2 separate regions of the Mus musculus genome follow, and region 2 is linked to region 1. A link is a contact called in public promoter capture Hi-C data. All regions are on one chromosome and are shown on one strand. Each heading gives the region's core, a stretch centred on a gene start, on an enhancer-like site or on the middle of the called end of the contact. The rest is flanking DNA. Distances are from core to core; before and after follow the strand shown.

The links. Capture Hi-C pulls out chosen DNA fragments and counts their contacts.
Region 2: a contact with region 1 is called in a promoter capture Hi-C map of pancreatic islet. The contact joins two enhancer-like sites. A contact is called at or near these places in 1 of 39 promoter capture datasets (the C10 cell line), 1 of 484 Hi-C or Micro-C datasets (nephron progenitors) and 3 of 9 other capture datasets (adipose tissue, embryonic stem cells and pancreatic islet).

What each region holds. Positions count from the first base shown.
Region 1 is chr4:19,600,351-19,607,934 of GRCm38.p6, forward strand. It overlaps Rmdn1 (regulator of microtubule dynamics 1), which reads left to right. Exons shown (of 10, transcript NM_025476.6): 7 at 1,006-1,093; 8 at 2,293-2,323; 9 at 5,053-5,186; 10 at 5,735-6,582. The coding sequence ends at 5,773. Among named protein-coding and RNA genes, the nearest start is that of Gm52724, 9.1 kb to the left of the region's middle. Within about 2 kb of position 4,316, at least 12 of the 459 cell types and tissues checked have an H3K27ac peak or open chromatin away from gene starts, as enhancers often do.
Region 2 is chr4:19,857,426-19,865,009 of GRCm38.p6, forward strand. No RefSeq gene overlaps it. Among named protein-coding and RNA genes, the nearest start is that of Slc7a13, 42 kb to the left of the region's middle. Within about 2 kb of position 2,951, at least 11 of the 459 cell types and tissues checked have an H3K27ac peak or open chromatin away from gene starts, as enhancers often do.

The DNA of each region.
Region 1 (7,584 bases), core at 3,066-5,565:
GCTACCTAATCAGTAAGCAAGCATGTGATGAAATCTGTGCCTCGGGGAGTTCAAGTTCCTAGTCAAAGATCCCAAACAGGTTTTTATCTGCTTCAGAACGTTCTAAGTACTTTTGGATATTAATCATCAACTTCACCCTTTTAAAAATGGGCACAAATTACTGGCTGTTATTGTTATTCATGCAGAGTACATTAGTTTTATCATTTAAAAGAATTCTGAATTTCCTTATGTCAAAACTAGTAGTAGCAATTCAGGCATAAGCCCTTCAGTAGCAAGGATGAGGCAGGAGGATTAGGAGTTCATGGCTAGCTTGGGGTACATATTAACATAACTAAATCTCAAAAGAAACCATAAATTGTAATAGCAATCCTGTATCACTTAGTTGTTCTAAGGAACAAATAAGAAAGAGTAATATTGGGGCTGGTGAGATGGCTCAGTGGGTAAGAGCACCCGACTGCTCTTCTGAAGGTCCTGAGTTCAAATCCCAGCAACCACATGGCGGCTCACAACCATCCATAACGAGATCTGACTCCCTCTTCTGGTGTGTCTGAAGACAGCTACAGTGTACTTACATATAATAATAAATAAATAAATCTAAAAAAAAAAAAGAGTAATATTGGCCTGTACCTGGAACAAAGTGACCACTACTGTTGATAGTTAATCTCAAAGTAGATCCAACTCCTGTTCAAGTCAGTCTCCAAATAATTCACTATGAATATTAACTTCATCATATAATGTTAAATTATTTATGAATAACTGAAGAGACCTTTTCAATCCCAGCACTTGGGAGGCAGAGGCAGGTGGATTTCTGAGTTCGAGGCCAGCCAGGTCTACAGAGTGAGTTCCAGGACAGCCAAGGCTACACAGAGAAACCCTGTCTCGAAAAAAAAAAAAAAAAAAAAAAAACCAAAACCCCCCCCCAAAAAAAAAATGTCCGTTAAGATGTTTGGTTCTCTCAGTAAAAAGGTACAATTTGAATGCATAATGCCATCTCTTCCCCTGTAGGTGCTATACATTTGCTGAAATGCCTTGGTATCAAAGAAGAATTGCTAAAGTGCTGTTTGCAAATCCTCCTAGTTCCACCTATGAGGAGGTAGTATGATGTCCTTTCTTAAGTTAGTACTGATTTCTTAACTACAGTACCATTCTACAGAGTCCACACATATGGAGATCTGATTCTCTGAGGGACTTGAGCAAGTTTCTAATGATCCAATTCAACAGTATCACAAAGGCTTAATACTTACTGTCCAGGTCTGGTGAGTGCTTTTTTTTCTTGTTCTTTAGGTGAGTGGCTGATAATTCTGGTATACTGTCAGCTAAAGTAGATAATGGCTGAAACAGACCTCAGTTTTCTGATTGTAATTTATACCATGTAGAAGCCAAAAAGTAGAATAAGAGTACTGTGATTTTTACCCAGTAAGTTTTAGAGATACTATATATATATAAAGTCATTTAGAGAAATGAAGAACATGTAACAAGTAAGGAAAAATTCTTGTGTGAAAGGCTCTTCATATTTTAAAGGTTGTTTGCTTTTCTTATAAAAATAAATTTTATAAATTTGTAGGTAAACTTTAAAGTTCACCCTCCCACCCTTTGGGTGCTGGGGTTTGAACTCCTTTGCATTCCTACTGGGTGAAAATCCTGAGTTTACTTAGTCACCTAATTTTCAAAATGTAAAGAAACTGACAACTGAGAAATTATCCTAGTATTTTTCCTCTCATATTAATGAATATTTGTTGTTGTTTGCCCCTATGGTATATGGATCTATGGTATACCAGTGGATGTTCTAGGATCTGGTTTCTCTCCATTCTCAGCCAAAACCAACACACACACACACACACACACACACACACACACACACACACACACACACACACACACACACACACACACCCTACCTACCTCAAAATATACGGAGGGTGTTATGAATGAATTCATCATTTAATTATGTTTAGTTTGTGTAAAAAGCAACCATTCTTACTTGTAAGAAACGTCATAGCTGAATCACACATGATCACACATGATCTTAACTGTGTGCCAGGGTAGTTTGGTACTTCCTCTGCATAGCAACCAGAAAATTATTAGAAGTGATTCTCACTATAAAATCCCAGTCTTTGATTATTTAATAGTTATATTCAGCCTATGATACTCTCCCTGCTGACCTTATCATTTGTTTTATGATCATTTACTCTCTGAAACCTTTAATACTAAGAATCAACCTTCAAAAACTGTTTTCTAAATTCCTGAGTCTAATTCGTTCTATTTTATTTGTATTCTTTGTATTCTTAACAGGCCTTAAGATACTTTCACAAAGCAGAAGAAGGTAAAATACTTTTACTCCAGCTATTAATATAATATTGTCTAAGTGTTTACTATGTCATAGAATATTTTAAATCAAGAATTTGCTGTATCTTTCACATTGTATAATGTAAAACAAATTTAAACTAAAAAGAAAAAAAAAAGTATGTATTTGGGTATTCCTCCTGAATGTATGTCAGTGTATGACTGGTGCTCTTGGAGACCAGAAGAAGGCATCCTCTCAGGACTGGGGTTAACAGACAGTTGTGAGTTGCCATGTTGGTGCTGGGAATTCACCCAGGGCTACTGGGAGAGCGTCCAGTAACTTAAAACCGGATGAGCTCCCTCTCTAGCACCAAATTTTAACTTTTTAACAAATAGGAATTGCACTTACATTCAGAGTTTCAATTCTGCAGTGTTCTCTTCATTTAATATAATTCTTTATCAGGAAGCTCTGACAAATTGTTTAACTTGGTATTTTATAGTTAATTAGAAGTACCTAAATGAAGACTATTTAAAACCATGCTAATTTTTGGTATGTTGCAGGATATTATATTCCACTGTAAAATAATTTAATGTTTTTCTTATTGTGATAAAAATGGTTGTTCCTATAACACTGTTGCTTTCCTGTCCTACATATTTCTGGAACCTTTATAAAAAAAATACTGACACTGGGGTTATAACTTGATGGCACAGTGCTTTGGTGACATGCACAAGGCCCTCAGGTCAGTCCCAAGGAAAGAAACATAATAAGAGACATGTCTTTGACTACTTGTACCATAAAAGCCACTCCAAATACCTTTGAGTTTTTAAAATCTTTTTTTAATAGTTGTCAATATATAGCTCAAGCTGGCCCCAAAGTATTGATCCTCCTGCCTCAGCATCCAAACACTGGAATTATAGGCATGTGACACATGCACAATTTCTTATAACAGAAATCTAAGACACATTCTTTATTAATCTGAGGTCCTATATACATAAACTTAAACAATTTAGTGATAACTTTAAAGAACTATGGTTTAATGTTAAATATGTAACTCATAAAGTTTTGTTCACTGTTTCCTTTTATTGATATTTTCCCTGATCAAACTAATTTATATATCATGATATGAAGTCATCTCAAGGGGGTTTAAAACTGTAATTCAGAAGTAAAATTGGACCTTAGGACATTTAAGGGTTGGCAGTCCCGAGTAAAGCTGCTAACACTGGGGTTGTTCCTTTGCTCCTAGAGTCATGTCCTTGGTGGTTCACTCACATCTGATTTATTTATGAGCAGTCACTTTTCCTAAGTTAAAGATTGCCCTAGTTCTAGTCCAAAGCCCCTCCCATAGCCTGTCATCCACACCTCCCCTAGCAGCCTCCTTATTCTCGTGTGTGTGTGTGTGTGTGTGTGTGTGTGTGTGAACCTGTACATGTGGATAAGGTGGGACGTTTTCCCCCTTTTGGCTCGTGATTATATTTGTATTGCTTACATACAGTACTTGGACGACTTCCTAGATGAAGAAGTGGATACTTAAATCAGTGTACTTAACCATAAAATGCTTAACGAAATTAAAGGACTTTGAGTTTTAAGCAAAAATTGTATCCAGGAAAAAGTAGGCTTTATTCTTTTTTAAACTCATGTGCCAGGCATGTGTTCTATTACTAAGTGCCATTCCTAGCCTCAGAAAGCATGCTTGGCATACAGAAAGACCAAGATTACCAGGAGGAAACTATGTGAAGAGTCAGGGGAATGAGAGCTGAGTGTGATGGTGTGTGTTTGTGGTTATCAGCACTCAGGAGGCCGAGACACTATGCCATTGAGTTTAGTAAGTTCCTGGCTCATTTGGAGTACACTACAGAATTCTGTCTCAAGAAAAAATTAGGATTATTTTGAACTTTATTCATGTTTCTTCAAATTATTTAACATATAATTGTACATATTTTTGGAGCACTGGCACTCCAGTATATTCATACAAGATGTAAACCAAATCGAAGCAGTCAGCTCTGACTCAGGCATTCATCTCTGTCTTGGGAAAGGCTGAAGTCTACATACAAGTGTTGAGTAAGCTGTCCTAGTTCCCTACTGTGCTGGATTCTGTGGTTCCCTTATCCGGCCTTTGTCTCTTCCTCCTCTTCCCAGCTTCTAATAACACTGTCTACTCTCAATTTCCTGGGCTTTGTTTGCACTTTTCTTTCAACCAAGAATATTCTCAGCTTTTCCTGTTCAAACTCCCGTTCATCCTCCAAGATTCGTAACTCTTACTTCGTTGTTTTCTTATGTGGCTTCTTATAGCAATGTTAAGTTTATACTTGGTAAACCATTTAGTTGTGTTCATGTTTTCCTCTGTGCCTAAGTATAGGAGACATTTAGCAAATGAAGATAAATCATGTTAACCATGATTTCATTCATGCACTAACTCAATGAACAGATGTTATTTTCCCTACACTGTTCTAGGCAATTGGAATGTAATAATGATGGGTGGTTTAAAAAGAAAATAGTTCTTATATAGCCCATGTTCTATCAGCATGAAGATACTTTAAAGTGAGATCTTGGTATAATGATGTGCACAGTCCATATGTACATTCAATACATCACAATTACTTTAGGGATTTTTTTGAGATAAAAACATTTGAACAAAAAAAGAACTATATTAGCCTAATCAATGTTTAATCACACAATTTTTATTAGAATTCAGACCAAAATATTAAAACTATAAAAATAAAGACACTTATTTCTCTGGAGCTGATTTTGTTTGCCCTTTTTATGTACAGTGGATCCAAACTTCTACAGCAAAAACTTGCTGCTTTTAGGAAAGACATACTTGAAGCTAAACAACAAAAAGCTTGCTGCGTTCTGGTTGGTAAAAGCCAAGGGTTATCCAGCACACACAGAAGAAGATAAACAGGTAAAATATCTATAATAAAGTAAGGCAGATAGGCTTTCTTTCAGGCATTAGTAAATGAATGAACTGAGAACATCCTTAAAAGAGAAACTGTTTAAATGCATAGTGTTGTGGAAAGCTCATCCAAGTGCTCATTTCTATATTCACCTTTACACTTTACCATGAGTGCTCCTTAGTGACTATCATCAAATGCCAGCTGGAAGCTGCTTGCTGCAGTGTAGAACTGATGTACATTTACAGTGTATATCTCATCAGAGGTTGTTTCTAAAACATAAAACGCAGCTTGGTGATAGGTGCTTACGAACATGCACAAGGACCTGGTTCAATTTCTGACACTGCAGGGGAGTAAGATTGGGGACAGGGTGTGGAGGGTTAAGGAAATGAACTAGAGTTCTCTTAGAATCAAGCTCATCTAGTCATCGCTATCAGGAGACCTTATTCTTACCATGCCCTATCTTTGTTATCCTGAAACGCTCAGAAACTAGTCTATAAACTTAAGCTTTATAAATTAGGCTGCACCATGTATATGTAACATGTGTTTTTCACTTTAGATACAGACAGAAGCTGCTCAGTTGCTTACAGGTTTGTGACAAGAAGTGAGAACATTTTGGAGAAGGCAACAACATACCTAATACTTTGTTTTCACTGATTTATAAACATTATACATTAACCATCACGACTGTATGGCTTTTTTTCTCAGTTCTTTTATGTGTGACCATTTTAAAAAATAAATGTAAAAAATTCTGGTTTCTTCACAAGTAAATAAGAAACTGCCACAGTGTACCCTAAGAGTGGCAGCAATACATCCCCCTGGTTCAGACAGACATTTGGAACACCAAGAGATAAAAATGGTATGGGATATGTAAGTATTGATCACTTCAGGATGAACCGTTTTCAAAAGGCTTTGTGAGCAGGCGGCACACGGGGGAGCGTTTCTCACGCCGCCATCGGATGGAGTTGCTGACTGAGAGGAGCCAGGCCTTTATGATGCTGAGGGCTCCTTGCATAAAGACCTGGAGTGATATGTGTCTTAGAGGCAACCTGAATAAGGAAAAATTCTGTGAACACCCTTTTAAAAATGTGGTATACCTCCATAGATGGGTTGAATTTGTTACTTGACAAATTGTAATCCTATTTAGAGTGGAGGGACACATTTCAGGGTTAAAGGAAATAGACATTTACCAGGCAGAGTACTAAACCTTGAGTCTCATATGCCACCACTATAAACTTAATTTTTACAACAACTAGAGCTGAATGAATATGGGACTGTGTATGGGTATTTCCCCCCCCAAAAGTCATGAGAATTGTAATGTTATATAAATTACAGCAAAATGTGTAGGTGTGTGTTGTTCCTGTTTTACCATGTAAACTTTAACACATAAACATGGAAGTACGTCCCATACTTGGATTTAAGGTATTAATATTTTGTTATGCCATTTTTATATGTGTATATCTATTCACATATAATGTATCTTTAAACCCCTGAAACTGCAGGTTTTATCATATCCTTAAGAAACTCAGCTGCTTTTGAAAATAAGTGCATCTTCCAAAGCAAATACAATTATATTATCACACCTATTACATCACCTCCAAACAAGACATACTCAGATATCCTTAACTGTCCTAAAGTTCTGCTTTTGGAGATCAGAATTTGATTTGCAGTACAGTTGGTTTAAATACAGAAAATCTCTCCCAACTCTTACAAGACTCTTTTGAGAGGCCAATGCAATTGTTACTATCAACTGTCCTTCAGTCCAGATCAACCTCTGAGAATCATGTTCCATCTTTTCTTCTGGGACTCCAGTTACTTATATTCAGTCTTCTTTGGCTTTTATATTCATGACTTTGAAATTAACTACTGCATCCTTTGCTAAGTTCCTTTCCATCTGATACACTTTGTTTTGCTTTAGGTGGGTTGATTACTTAACAGTGTGACAACTGCCTTCATTTTGTTTTGTTTTTCCTTCATTTCCCCCTCCTGACTATTGTCAACAGCCACTTCATATCTTCATTGTCCAGTTATGAACTTGAGCTACTTTTCATATCCAGTTCATTAAATTCATATTAGTATTGTTATGCTAGCATTAAGATACAGGTCCTTGCATTTCTTAAGTAAGGATTTACCAGATGAATATGCCAGTTGCTCCTGTGGATCTATTTGTTAGAATGCCTTTTCTAGTACAATTTTTTTTTACTAGCACAAAGTTCTGGAATTACTTAGCACTCACAAAAAAGTTATTTCTCTGAAGTTATTTTTGTGAAATGAGGTATTTTTCCAGTAATATAGACTTTTATGGATGGGAATCTATCTTTTGATTCTTTATAGAACTTTATTTTAAAAAAATTAAGACACAATAAATTAGATAATGTAGTACAAGTGGGTTCTAAATAACCATCTTTC
Region 2 (7,584 bases), core at 1,701-4,200, 260 kb after region 1:
TCAAAGTTACCATTTTTCTTAACAGACAGGTATAATTCTTTGAGCAATGCCATGCTGTGAACTAATGGACACACAGACCAGAAAGGAGGCCGTGCTCCCTTTCTTGATGTGGTCATCTGAGTGAGTGGGATTGTCACATACCCAAGTCATTGTAATGTAAGGTTGGCCCAAGTGGGTACAAATAGCCCTTTTTTGAGCACCTACTTTATGTCAGGCTGTGTGTTAATCTTAAACATATTATTTAATTTAGATTGGATAGATATCTCAAAGCTCTACATACTTAGGTCACTTCCACAGATGATGAACGTAAATCCAAAAAATTCAATAACTTGACTTAGGTCTAATGGCTGTAGAAATCAGAAACAATACATCCAAATTCCTTTGATTCACAAGCTAGCTTTCCTTTCTGTGCTAACCAGTTACTTTGTTAGAGTTTGATTGCATTTATTTGCTTCATAGCCAACAAGAGTTGAAGTATTTATTTGTAAGGACTTCATCAGCTAGGCCCTGCCTAGCCAAGTGAGGGGAATCTATCTGGAAGATAGATCAATAAGAGGCTTAGAAGAGAGAGGCTGCTATGAGATGAGACAACTTCCCGGTACCCAAAGTAGACTATGGAGAAAGGTTCTGATCTCTGAAGAAATTAGCACCTTGCTCTTCAAACCTCTGTTATTTTATATAGCAAAGAAAACAAGATTTTTTTAAAGTATCCCTACTGGAATATTTCTCTATGGCTATTAAGTAGATTCTAGAGAGTACATGAATAGAGATGGTTGAAAAGAGGCAATAAATGAATTAATTGAGTTTCTAATTCACACCTAAAATTCACGCTAAACCACACACTTACTTGTGGTAAGGACACATCCAAAATGCTCTCATCTCTTATTACTTAGACTCTGTTTCACAGGCCTTTCTGTTTATGTATACCACAGAATTAGAGCCATTCAACTGGTTCATTAGGAAAGTGCTTCCTTGAAGCTCTTGGTTTGCAAAGAGGCGTGTGGATCTGGTTTACTATTCAATGCTTGAGCAGAGCATGCAACTGAGAAAATAGTGTGTGTGGCTCAAACACTCCTCACCCTGAAATAAAGCTGCTGCTACAGAGTTCACAGCGCTGCATTAATGTGGCTTTTAGCTTATTCTGGAACATTGTTTCTTGATCTTAACCTCTGCCTAAATGAGGTTAAGATGAGTCCACATGGAAATGTCTCTCTCTTCTCTTCCCTTCCCTACCTCTCTTCCTCTTTACCTCCCTCTCTTCTTTCTTACCCAAGAATTCCATATTTAAGTGATGAAAACCGTTCATTGGTTTGTTTCTAGCTGATACATCTTTCTGTTGAATGCTGAGCAACCTGGCTCTTTCCCCCCCTCTCCCCCAGTCACCATGCGCAGTGACTACTGTGCTTAAGGCAGATCTCGGGTCTCACTTTTACCTCCTTTGGAGCAGTGGTCAGTTGCAGTGCTGACAAAGTTATTGCCCAGATGGGATTTGTTCACTCAACAAACCAAAGAACAAAAAGGATTAAATGCTACCTAATAATTAAGAGAGATTGGCAGCACACAGTAAACACGAGACTCCCTGAACACTTACTTATGGAAATCTTGATCCACACTCCTCTCACTCCATAACATCCTGTCTGTACATCAGTTCCTAATGGGAGGAAAGGTCAGTGACTTTGAGTGGGTCAGAAACATTGGACTAAGCAAGTCCAAGGGCTTTGGAATTAACCATAGATGCTGTTTGCAAAGGTTTGAAATAATTTCTATCCTAATTCATTCCTTATCATCTGTTTTTTGCTCCTTAATATATCCATTGATTGTTACACTGAAAGCATCTACTCCAATCGGCTGACTTGAACACTTTGAAAGAGATCTCATATAATTAGTTAAATAAACAACCGTGCAGGCAACATAAATCTCTCATGATAATTCACTCTTCCCTTCCTCTTCTTTTAATGAACTCAATCAATGGGAAACTTAACCAGTCATTTATACATTTGAGAGTCCTGTGACTTTTACGGTAGATGTTGAGAGTTTGAACAAGGAAGCAAAGTGGATTGAGAGTCCTTGTCAGTTTTGGATTGGCTCTGGCAGGTGGGTGAGGCATCATGAAGCAATCTTAATGAATTTACCTGTTGTTTTCTGCAGATCCATGAGTTTGTAGATCACTGGAATATGGCTTTGTGTAGTTGACCAGTTTCTAGCTAACATGTATTTCCATTGAATCCTGACAGCCAGGGTGATGCCAGATATCACTGCAGAGGCAGAGTTGTCTGGGTTCCCACCCCAACCACCCCCACCGCCCCAATCTCTACACTCAGTCAATACAGTGCTTAAGGCAGATCTTGAGTCCCAGTTTGCCTCCTTTGGTGAAGTAGTCAGTGGTCCTGACAAAGTTATTGACCCAGATGGGATTTGTTCATTCAACAAGCACATGATGAATGCTCATTTTGTTTTGAGCACTTCAGTAACACTCAGTTATTCATCAGTAAAGAAAACAGCAAGGTTTGGGGGCAAACCATCCTGGGGTCCTGAGGATGTATTACTGTCTAGGTATTGATGGTCTTTGGGTTTCAATTCCTTTGTCTTTCCTACATGTGGGCAGCAGGATGTCTGTATGCCAATAGAAATGTAGAGGTCCCTTGCCTAGCTATACTTTTACCCTTTCTTCCATGATTTAAATTAAACTTTATAGTGGAAATAATCTGTTCATTGTTCATTAAAAATATATATTAAATACTACCAGATACCAGGCTGTGGGCCAAACACTGAATTATTGAGCAGTCATCTAGAAGCTAAATTCTCTTTTCTCAAAGAACGTGGTTAGATGAGCAAGACCAACATTATAAAACAAAAAATAATTGTTATGAGCTGTGCCTGTAGCTATTAGGCAAAGACACAGTGCTCCGAGAAAGGCAAACACGAAGTACTTCCTTAAGATTAGGGAACTTTTTGAGTGGACATTGTGCAGTGCTGTTGTGTAATGGAATTCCAAAGATATGAATGGAATCCACTAGAGTTGGGTAGCATGGTAATGCCAAAACACTAAAACCCAAGGGGGGGGGGATGGGGGAGAGGTTTCAGCAGGGTTAGGTACTTGATTACTAAAGTCTGTGTAAAGCTCAAAGTAGAGAAACAATTCTCCCTCTGACCTCCACATACTTCCCATGGCAAACTTACATGTCCACCCATGCACAGGTACATGCACACACACACACACACACACACACACACACACACACACACACACACAAGAGAGTACTCCTTCACAAAACAAACAAGCAAACAAACATCATCTACAACAAAACCTTTAAAGTTGGGAGAAAAATGATATAGAACACATATGGTGGTCTCAAAATGAGTGTCAGACCTCAGGGGTTGGCAATCCCAGTAAGAGTGAAGTTGTGGACAATGGGGAAGCCAACTGGAAAAGAATACAAAACGGCAGGAAAAGAGCTGACTATTGCCAGCCTTGTTCATCATGATAAAAATCTGATTTGATGTTCAAGAAAATGGAGAGCCACCGAAGAATTTTAAATAAGGAACTGACAGAATGTTGGTTTTTAAAAGTTCACTCAGTTGTTGAGGGACAATGTGTTGGAAAGAAAAAGAGTAGATGCTGGTTAGAATTCTGTGGCCCGGATTTAGGCAAAAGATGATAAAGGATTGGATTTAGGTAGTAAATTAAATAAATACTTTTGGAGTCTGAAAAGATGGCTTTAGCAGTGACTGCTCTTGTAGAGGTTCTGGGTTCGATCCCCAGAACCCACCCACACAGTAGCTCACTACCATTTATAAATCCAGTTCCAGGTGACCTCATACTCTCTTCTAGCCTCTGAAGCCACCATACTCACATAGTGCACAGCCATACATGTGGGCAAGTTATCCAAACACAAAAAATAAAAACACAGAAAAATAATTTTAAAAAACTAAAATATTTTTTTGTAGTAGAACGGAGAGTCTCGTGGATTTGCTGTTATTGTTCATCAATTTGATACAAGCTACAGTCATCTGGGAAGAGGAAATCTTAATTGAGAAAATGTCTTCATCATATTGGCCCATGGACAAGCCTTTGGGACATATTCTTAATTCATGTTTTGCTGTGGAAGAATGCAGCCCACTGCAGACAGCACCACCCATGAGCAGGTATTCCTGGGCGCTAAAAGAAGACAGGCTGAGAAGGCAGTGGGGATAGAGCCAGCAGGCAGCACTCATCCATGGCTTCTAATTCTGCTCCTGTCTTCAGGTTCCTGTCTTGCTTGAACTTCTTCTATGACTTTCATCAATGATGGGTGTTATAAAATAAACCTTTTCCTTCCCAAATTTGCTTTGGTCATGGTGTTTATCTCATCAATAGAAACCATAATTAAAACATATGTTGAGTGAAAGAGATTCATGTCATAACTATTACCATTTACAACTTAACATCTCAATAAACCAGTTATTTGGTAACTAGCCTCACAAAAGATATGGTTGAACAGTGAGAGTGTCCTCTGTTACACTTGGCATACAACCTGGTACTCAGCAAATGTACAAACATTTGTCAAGTGAATAATTAAAGTTGGCAGAATTCTTGCCATTCTTATAATTTATAAGCAAAAGTTAAGAACATATTTTAGCTGCGGGCAGGCACTGGGAGTGGCGGGTGTCCTGGGTGTCCTGCTCCACCAGCCCAGCTCCCGCAGAATCCCAGGCTGGATTGGGCTCCGGTACAGACACGAAGCTGGCGGTTCTCTGAGGTCAGCGTCATGAGGAACCTGCCGTTCTTGCTCAAACCTAAATGGTGGTCAGGTGCAAATATGCATTGTATTTTTAAGAAAAACAAAACAAACTGCATTTACAGACTTGCTTGGAATTAAATGAACACATCCATCCCTGCCCTGCCTTTTTTTAAAGTGTGGTCCTATGTTTTCAAAGTAAATATAGTTCTCTATGACCAGGTACGTAAATATAGTTTAAAAGTCCTTGTTGCTTCAGAAACGGAAAAAGTTTTAGTTGCATATCTTTATATCTCCTGGTTTCCCTCTAACTTGGTAGCTTGAGTTGTTTATGTTGGCAGAAGGTTGAAATTGAATGACTGATTGCTTTGGGCTCATCAGGGCATTGAATCATCATTTGTTGAATGGCAGCGGGTTTGCTGGGGCAGGGGCACTGCCTAGTGGGAGCATGCATATTAAAATAGAAAGGTAATTTAACAACACACAGACACACACAGAGTTGGTTTCTGCATGTGTGTGCAAGTAAGGAGGTGGGGAGGGATGGGACTCACTCAGCCCTGTGAATGAGATCTATGACTGAGCAACATCCCTAACCTTCAAAATAGAATTTTTGATGTTGAAAATCCCATATTTAAAGGAAGCCTTAATTATCAATGGGTTTATGAAGGAAAGTTAAAACAAACATGGATAGTACAAAATAGATCTGTGGTTTTAGTTTTCTTTTTAGTGAGAATAGCTTGTTAATTATGTCCTCATTAAGTATATCAACGTTCATGGCTAATGTCATCTCACACTTTGTTAAATAGTTGTTACTTTGGAATTATGTGGTGTGTGGTTTAGGGCTTAGTTAATTCTCTAGACTTCAAAAGCTATTATTGATGTATTGTAAGAAATTACAGCGCCACTTTGATTAGTCTGAATGTGTGCGGGCCCTGGAATAAAATTTGACTCTGTTATTTTTTTTTAAAAAAGAACATATTTTAAATAATTTATCCTGATTTCTTAAATATTAGTGGAATAATAAATGATATAATTGATCTGAGATAGCTTTGGCAGCCCCATCCCCAGCAAACTCCCATTTTTGTTGCTATGGGACAAAAGGAACTCATTCACTGGAAGGAGTCCTAGGAAGACTGTGTGCTGGGCTGATGCTTAGCTTCCTGATACTTCATGGGAAAGGCAAGGTGATGAATCTTGATATTTTGAAGCCTGGGTCTGGCTATGACATGAGAAAATAATTTCCTCTTGTACTTCAGGTTCACCTAATGGGATGTCTTATTTTTCAGAGTTAATGATCTTTTGAAGCTATGACTTACAAATCAATTCTATATTAATAAGGTATTAATATTTATATATGGAAGAGTCAAAACACTCGACATCTAATTTCATGTTAATTTTTAAAAATCTGTTTATTTTTGTCTAACCTTTCTCTGAATGCTATGTGAAGGTTAAAATAAACCTTCACTCCTTGTGCTGTCTGGTGAAACTGTCCTTTTGGGTGCTCAAGGGCCGAGTCCTGGAGGTCAAACAGAATAAATGGCTAAAAAGATGAGGCTTGTTTTCTTTCAGTGCAAAGATAGGAGGGATTCACTCAGGAGATGACAAAACCCATCTAAAGGAGCCCTAAAATTCTGATTTCACCAGAGAGGCAGTAGAGACTCCAGAGGCTCAACCTACCAGTGCACATCCTGAGAAAGAGTCTCTGGAGGGAGAAATGTTCCCTAACCTGTCAGGTAAGCCACACAGTCAGCAAAATGCTGACCCATTCCAGTAAATGGAATGACTGGTAGAGAAAATATTAAATAAGTCAATATAGTTTCCTAACAGTAACTCCCCCTGAAGACTTGACTGATATAGTAACATAATGGGGGTGGGGGAAGGGAGAATGTTGATTTGGATCCTGTATTAGTTATTTTTCACTTGCTATAATAAAACACCATGACCAAAGAAAACATTTGACTTGGTGCTCTCGTTTTTAAAAGTTAGAGTCATGACCATCATGGTGGGGAGTATGGCAGCAGGCAGGAAGGCAGGCACAGTGCTGGAGCTAGAGCTCATAGCTCTACAAGCATCAGGTAGGGAGAAGTAACTGGGAATGGTGGGGGCTTTTGAAATCTCAAAGGACACCCCAAGTGACACACATTCTTTAACAAAGCCACACCTCCTAGTGTTTCCTAAAAAATTTCACTAACTGGGGGCCAACTATTCAAATATATTAGCCTATGGGGGCCATTTTCATTCAAACCACTACACATTTGCTTACATGATCTCTGCCCCCCACCTTGTTACTAGTTCTTTGAGAATTCCATAGAATGTGATTTGATCAAATTCACTCCTCAGTTTCTCCAAGACCTGCCCCATTTCTAGCTATCCAATTTTGTTTCCTCTCCTCCTTACACCCATCAAATTTCATCTATGCTGCCAATATAGTTATTCTTCAACAAGTTGTTCTACTTGAGTATAATTCATCTACCAGGGGCTATATTTAAAACAAACAAACAAACAAACAAACAAACAAACCATATGCATGTGTGTATGTGTGTATGTGTATGTGAGAGCAATACATATATGTATATGGAGGCCAGAGGTGTGTGCTGCCTGATGTGGGTGCTGAGAACTGAGAACTGAACTGGGTACTGTAGTGAGAGCATTAAATATTCTTTTTTTTTTTCCTAAGGCATTTCTCCAGCCTCGTAGGGGCTACACTCTTAAAGAAAACTGGCCTTCCCTATCTCAGTAGCTATTGCTAATAGCTTCTCAGCTAACTTGGAGTTCAAATTCATGCCCACCTCCTTTCTCTATATTGGGATTTGGTCTAGCTTGAGCACAAGTCTTATACACGCTGTAAACAACTGCTGTGAGTTTA